Linked DNA regions of Mus musculus: region 1 is linked to region 2. Evidence: chromatin contacts called from public HiChIP or PLAC-seq data. All regions are on one chromosome and are shown on one strand. The core of a region is the stretch at or near the end of the contact, and the rest is flanking DNA. Distances in the headings are between cores, read along the strand shown.

Region 1 (3,474 bases), core at 243-2,742, 51 kb before region 2:
TTAGGAGTGGCCAGTGGTATCCAAGGAGTCTGGGAATGGCACAATTTCAGAGAATTGATTTTGATATATACTGAGGAGTTACTCCCACATTCTAAGCAGAAGGACCAATATATGCAAAAGTTGCAGTAATCATTTCATTTTGAATGCCAAAACATCATATTAAGCCATATTAGGTTTATATAATACAAACTAGTAAAAAAATATGTAAATTTCACAGATGTGAGATAAAAGACTCCAATAAAAGAGGACTTCTAACTCTGTTTTCTTCTCATAAAATAAGAAATTTGAGGTGAGTTACTATTTTAAAGCTATTTTATTACATTTAAAGTTGTTGTATGCATGGGCTGGGGTGGTTTGCACACATCTCAGCATGTGTCTTCTGCCATGGGGTTCAAAGTCAGGTTTTCAAGCTTGCCGGTGGGTGCCTTTATCTGTGGAGCCACTTCAATGGTCACAATTTTGTTTTTCTGAGACTGGGTCTTTCAGTGAGACTTACAAGTCTTGGAGTTTAGGCTAGGGGCCAGCAGTTAACTCCAAGGATTTTTCCAACCTCCCAGCACTGGGATTACAAACCTACTTTTTATGTATTCTGAGGACTGGATTTAGGTCTTGGCAATCCCTTGTTTATTTCTGTTTCTTCTTGTTTTTGTTTGTTTGTTTTGAGACAGGATCAATTACTGAACAATCAGACTGGCCTTGAACTCACTATGTAACCAAGGGCAACCTTGATCTTCTGATTCTCTTGGTTCTGCCTCATTAACAATAGGGTTACAGATGTGTTCCACCATGACAGTTTATTCAGTGCTGGACACCTGAACTCAGGATTAAACTCAGGTTGTCAGGCTTGGCAGCAGACCCTCAACCCTACTGAACACTCCCAAGCCCACATTACTATTTTTACTGTAACTCTGGATTAACTTCTGTCTTGCACCCCTTTGGTTCTATTCTGTTACAATTGGCAGTTAAATTGCTTATGGTGAAAGCTAAAGACTTTGGAATTAGTTGGGAAAATAAAACTACCATTTATAACATCACTTCTTTGGAAAAATAACTTTTAAATGAAATATGGCATGTAAAGCAATTGTTCTAAAAATGTGGATCCTCTATTCAAATGTATTCTAAATGTCTGTTCAGAAGGAAAGAAAGAGACGGGTCCTTTAAAAATATTAGACTTGGAAGGAGCTGTGGGCCTTACAGAAAAGTTAATGAATAATCTTTTGTGTCTAATGCCAATTAGCTTTTTATAACAGTGCCAACCTTCAAAGAACAGGAAGTAGCTGAGAAGAATTCGAGACAAAATTTCTATGCAGGCTGTAAAAAGCAGCAAAGGGTAATCTCAGAAAAAGAATGATTATGTAAGCAAAAACACTTCCTTTCCTATCCAGTTCAAGTGAGAAAAAAGAAGGATGCTGAATGATATTGAGAGTCAAGCTAAACCTGGCCTGGGATAGCAACAGAAACAACCTCTATGAGAAATCTACAAAAGAGCACTGAGCAGGACGCTTGCCTGGTCCTGGTGTGCTCTCTAGGACTGAAAGAGAAACACACAGAATGCACTCTTCCTCTTACCCTTTACAAAGGGCGAGGGGAGCTGAGCACAGTGGTGCACACCCTTGGTTCAGCACTCTGGAGAGAAAGGCAGGCAGATCTCTGAGTTCTGGGTTAGCCTGGTCTACATTCCAAATTCTAGGCTAGCTGTAGTTACATAGAGAGACCTTATCTTAAAAAACAAAAACAAAACAAAACAACAAAAACCAAAACCACTTCTCATTAAACCAAAAAAAAAAAAAAAAGTCAAAGCTAAATTACAATAGCAAAAGTCTTGTGATGAAGTATACAGGTATGCTGAAATGTTCTATTTAACATAATTTTAAAAAAAGATTTATTTATTTTACTTATATGAGTACACTGTAGCTGTCTTCAGACACACCACAAGAATGCATCAGATCCCATTACAGATGGTTGTGAGCCACTATGTGGTTGCTGGGATTTGAACTCAGGACCTCTGGAAGAGCAGTCAGTGCTCTTAACCACTGAGCCCTCTCTCCAGCTCTATTTAACATAATTTTATGTTTTATTCTAAAGCTCCAGATTACATGCTAATTTTTCCAGGAAAAGCTGTTTAAATTTTCCCTTTACAAACGAACCTGTAACCCAGCTAACAATGTATTCTGCAACCCTATAGGAGGAACAACAATATGAACTAACCAGTAGCCCCCAGAGTTGAGTCTCTAATTGCATATGTAGCAGAGGATGGCGTAGTCGGCCATCAATGGGAGGAGAGGCTCTTGGTCTTGCGAAGATCATATGCCCCAATACAGGGGAATGCCAGAGCCAGGAAGCAGGAGTGGGTGGGTTGGGGAGCAGAGCGGGGCTGGGGGAGGGTATAGGGGGCTTTGGGGATAGCATTTGAAATGTAAATGAAGAAAATATCTAATAAAAAGAAGAAAAAAACTTAAGGTAAAATGCTGGGATTATAGGCATGTGGAAAATATTCCTAGTGATGCCACATGGACACATCATACCTAGTATGTATTTTATATTCAAGCAGATTGCCTTCCTCTACCCCACCTGGCAAAATCTCTCTAAATGGCTTCACCATTCACCCAAGTCCTCACCTGAGAAATCCAGGATAAGCCTGGGAGTGTCTTCTCTAGTCTTTCAACTACATCATGTTGAGTCTACCTCAAAGACAAATCACTCCTTTTGCTTTTCCCACTGCTCCTGGCAGCCCTGATCTACTACTGAGACTGCTGCAAGAGCCTCCCAACTCTCTCTCTCTCTCGCTCATTAATAACTTAAGTCATAAGTACCTTTTCTTTATTTTTGAAAGGATCTTATTATCTTATTGTATCTATACTGTATCTCTTACTGTAGTCTATACTGAGCCATTTTCTACTAGGTAGCTAAACTGATCTTTGACATAAATTAAATTAGATCATGGGAGAAAATATAAGCAATTACTGTGCCCTATAAGTTACTGTCCAAAGTATATAAGAAACTTCTACAAGTCAGTAGTAAAAATGGCGCAATTAGACCATAAAAACTTTAAATAACCAATTTTCCAAAGATATGCAAATAACCAACAAGCAAGACCGTCACTCAAGAACTACAAATGACTATGGACATGATCATACATGTGTGTAATTTCAGCACTTAGGAGACAGGCAGGAGCATTAGAAGTTCAAGGCTAGCCGGGCACACACACACACACACAAACCTGTCTCTCTGTATTTCCTCTTTCTTTTTTTTTTTTTTTTTTTAAAGATTTATTTATTATTATATGTAAGTACACTGTAGCTGTCTTCAGACACACCAGAAGAGGGTGTCAGATCTTGTTAGGGATGGTTGTGAGCCACCATGTGGTTGCTGGGATTTGAACTCTGGACCTTCAGAAGAGCAGTCGGGTGCTCTTACCCACTGAGCCATCTCACCAGCCCGTATTTCCTCTTTCTCTTACCCCTTCTTTCTGCA
Region 2 (3,103 bases), core at 142-2,641:
AAAGCATTTGAAACATCCAACGTGACTGGCTTTTGATTTACCCCAGTCTGACAAGGAAGGCAGACCCCGCCCCCACTCCAGATTGTGTAGCTTTTTTCCCCCTTTCCCATGGATGGGGGTGTAGAAAAGAGAAGCTGTCACATTTCCATCTTCCGTTATTGTTAATCTGCAGCCTAGATTCCCAGGCATCACTGGTCGGGGGGAGGGATATTAAAACAGACAATTTAAATTGTCTAAAATGCACAGTATTCTGTTGCTTTTTCCGATGTGAAAGTTAATTACACTCAGATTCAATCTGCTATAACTACAGATTGACTGTGACAGCCTGTCCCTCAAACATTCCCTCTAAAACCTATTGCTCCCTTTCCCTCCTTTCCCTCTAAACTTAAATCAGTAAAACGCGTTTCGAAAAGGGCACATCACACGGTTATTCCTTTAGTATGAGAGTATAGGGGGGAGAGAGAGAGAGAGAGAGAGAGAGAGAGAGAGAGAGAGAGAGAGAGAGAGAGACCTACTCGCTCTTCAAACAAAAAGAAAAAGAAATAGGGCAGCCGGTAGGGGAAAGAGCAGTAGTGGACCTGAAGGAAACCTTGGGAAAAGTTTTTTATGCCACTTTTTTGTCCTTGGCGGGGATGCCGGAGTTGGGCAGAAAGCCTGGGTTTTGACCCAGGGCTTGGGAAGGCACCTGCAGAAGAGGCAGGGGGCCGAGAGGGGCCGGGCAGCACCTACCGACTTGAAGCACGTTCTCCACGGAGCCGCTGTCCAGCAGACGGATGCCCCGGCGGAACGGCAGCCCCTCGCCGCCGCCGCAGCCGCCGCTCGCCGTTCCAGTCCCAGCGCCCAGCCCGGGGGACGAGCCCGCCCCGGCGGCCCCGGGGGCGGAGCCGGCCGGAGCGGCGGCCCCGGGGGGTGGCGGCGGCCCCTCCTCGACCGGCGAAGCCCCCGCCGCGCCGGCAGCCGCGCCGGCTCCCGGGCCGCCCCGGTACTGGAAGCTGGAGTACATGCAGATCTCCCGCTCATTCCGCGGGAAGGACCAGTAGACGATGCGGCGCTGCACCGGCTCCGGGATCCGCTCGAAGCGCTCCTCCACCCGCTCGTACGCCCACTTTTCCGCCACCGTCTTGGCGGCGCAGTCCAGCAAGGACTCCGGCTGCAGGTGGGGGCGGGCCCCGGGGGCCAGGCAGCCGCCGCCGCCGCCCCCCGCCCCTCCGCCGGCTGCCCCGGGAGTCCCGCGGGGGTGGTGAGCTTGCGGGCTGGGCCAAGAGCACAGCCTCTTGGCCGGAGAGATCGGCGGCGGCGAAAGCAGCTCCTCTCGCTCACCTCCTTCCGCCATTGCTGGGGACTGACTGACTGACTGATTGAGGCGGAGGCGGCTGCTCGGGCTGCGGCGGAGACCCCAGCCACGGCCACGCGCCCCGCGCAAGCGCCCAGCGGCGGCGCTGTGGGGAGGGGGCGGGGCGAACGAACCCACGAGCCCGCCGGCCCGAGTGGGAAGCCGGGGCGCCGGTCCCGTGCTCGCGCCGCTCGGGCCGGCGCTGGTTGGCCTGAGGACCAGCGCGAGGCGACGCGCGCCGTCCGGGGCCGCCGCGGGCGCGAGGAGACGCGGGGGCGAGCACAGACTGCGGGCGCGCTCCGGGCGCAGCCAGCCCGGAACACAATCCGAGCGCTCGTGCGGGGCCGCGGGCCGCCAAGGACGAGGAGCGCCCGGCACCAGGTGCCTCCGGCGCACCTGCGGGCGGGCGAGGATGGCCGCGTGGCCAAATGAAAAGACCCGGCCGCCAGCTGTCGCCATGAAGTAACAGGCTTGAGGGGCATGAGGAGAGGAAACAACTCCAGTGAGGCTCCTGCAGCAGACAGAACGGACAAGCGACTGTCGCAACCCAAGGGGCACCAACCAAGCAGAAAGATGCTAAGAAGGAAGCCACCGGGTGGGAGTAGAGGGTAGAATCAAAAAGTTCGCGGGATGAAAACTCTCCCCGTGTCACAATATAGGACAGCATCGGCGTCCCCGCCGGCTCAGAAACTGGCTAAGTCCATCAGCCAGTCCGAACAATGGGGCGCCAGGACCTCACTGCTGAGGCAGCAGCACCCTCGTGGGGTTCTTTGAGGGGTTTAGCACCTTGCATCCTACAGGGGGCGGGGGGGGGGGGAGGAACCAACACTTTTGTGTAGTTTCTGATAGAATTCTCTGATCCCTTACCTCGGGTTTAAATTAGGATTTTCATGTTTTTCTTGTCCGTCTTCTATTCATTCCCCTGAATTTACCTAAAATTTAATGCGTCTTTTGTTATTTGATGTCTAACTGCCTAACTCCATAACAATGAAGGTCATGTCCATTTTCTTCACTGTGGTGTCCCCTCACCCAGGTACATTAGTGGGTACTCACGAGTGACAACTTCAACAGTAACTTCTTCATAAACACGGAGTTGTGACATAATCACTACAACTTTTAAAAAGTTCCAGGAACTGTATTAGAAAACATCCTATAGCTGAGTTCAGCTAGAGAGAGTAGTACAAAGAACGAATAAGAGAAGGTAGACTGCAGCCAAATTAGTTTGGTTTTGCAGTAATCTCTGAAGAAAAGAGCTCCGGCTATAACCTAGATGTGAATCGCTCTTAATGGTCGTGTGGTGCTAATCACGACTCATGATTTGTAAAAGGAAGCTGACAACAATATCTGTGCATATAGCATGTAAGAATTAAATATGTGGTCAATTGCTTCTTTCATAAACATTTTCAAAAATAATATTTCAGAAATAATATGATATTATTTCTGCAAGTATAATTGAATTATTATGAAGTATCAGTCTCTGCTTAAATGAATCTTAAATGAATCACCTACCACAGTCATGGGCTTTCATAATGCCCATTCTTTTCAGAATTGTGTGTGTGTGTGCGTGCACACGCACAAGTACGCCTGTGTGTGTCTTCTTTAATGTCAGTCTCCTTGACTCCACTAATAGATTTGTAAAGACAGAAATCATTTCTAAGTAAGGGATGATTATCACCTGCCATAATTCTTAAAAAATGAAAGTTGCTTGAAGAATATTGAATTTTTAAAATAGAAAGGAAAATGATGATAGACAATAGGGAAGAAAAGAAC

The links. HiChIP or PLAC-seq counts read pairs in DNA pulled down with a chosen protein or histone mark.
Region 1: a contact with region 2 is called in an H3K27ac HiChIP or PLAC-seq map of neural progenitor cells, with 2.9 times the contacts expected there. The contact joins the enhancer-like site here to the promoter of Zswim5 in region 2. A contact is called at or near these places in 3 of 39 promoter capture datasets (embryonic stem cells, hippocampal neurons and liver), 2 of 15 datasets of contacts at CTCF or cohesin (CD8 T cells and the NIH/3T3 cell line), 3 of 484 Hi-C or Micro-C datasets (cerebral cortex, forebrain and nephron progenitors), 7 of 115 datasets of contacts at active chromatin or transcription factors (embryonic basal ganglia, embryonic stem cells, kidney and 1 more) and 3 of 9 other capture datasets (adipose tissue, embryonic stem cells and pancreatic islet).

The regions. Positions count from the first base shown.
Region 1 is chr4:116,926,264-116,929,737 of GRCm38.p6, reverse strand. The region is part of intron 1 of Zswim5 (zinc finger SWIM-type containing 5); the gene reads right to left. Among named protein-coding and RNA genes, the nearest start is that of Gm22092, 5.5 kb to the right of the region's middle. Within about 2 kb of position 1,492, at least 24 of the 459 cell types and tissues checked have an H3K27ac peak or open chromatin away from gene starts, as enhancers often do. A contact at or near this core is called in cerebral cortex, kidney, liver and 1 more, where this site is marked.
Region 2 is chr4:116,875,690-116,878,792 of GRCm38.p6, reverse strand. It overlaps Zswim5 (zinc finger SWIM-type containing 5), which reads right to left and starts at 1,391. Exons shown (of 14, transcript NM_001029912.2): 1 at 730-1,391. The coding sequence starts at 1,333.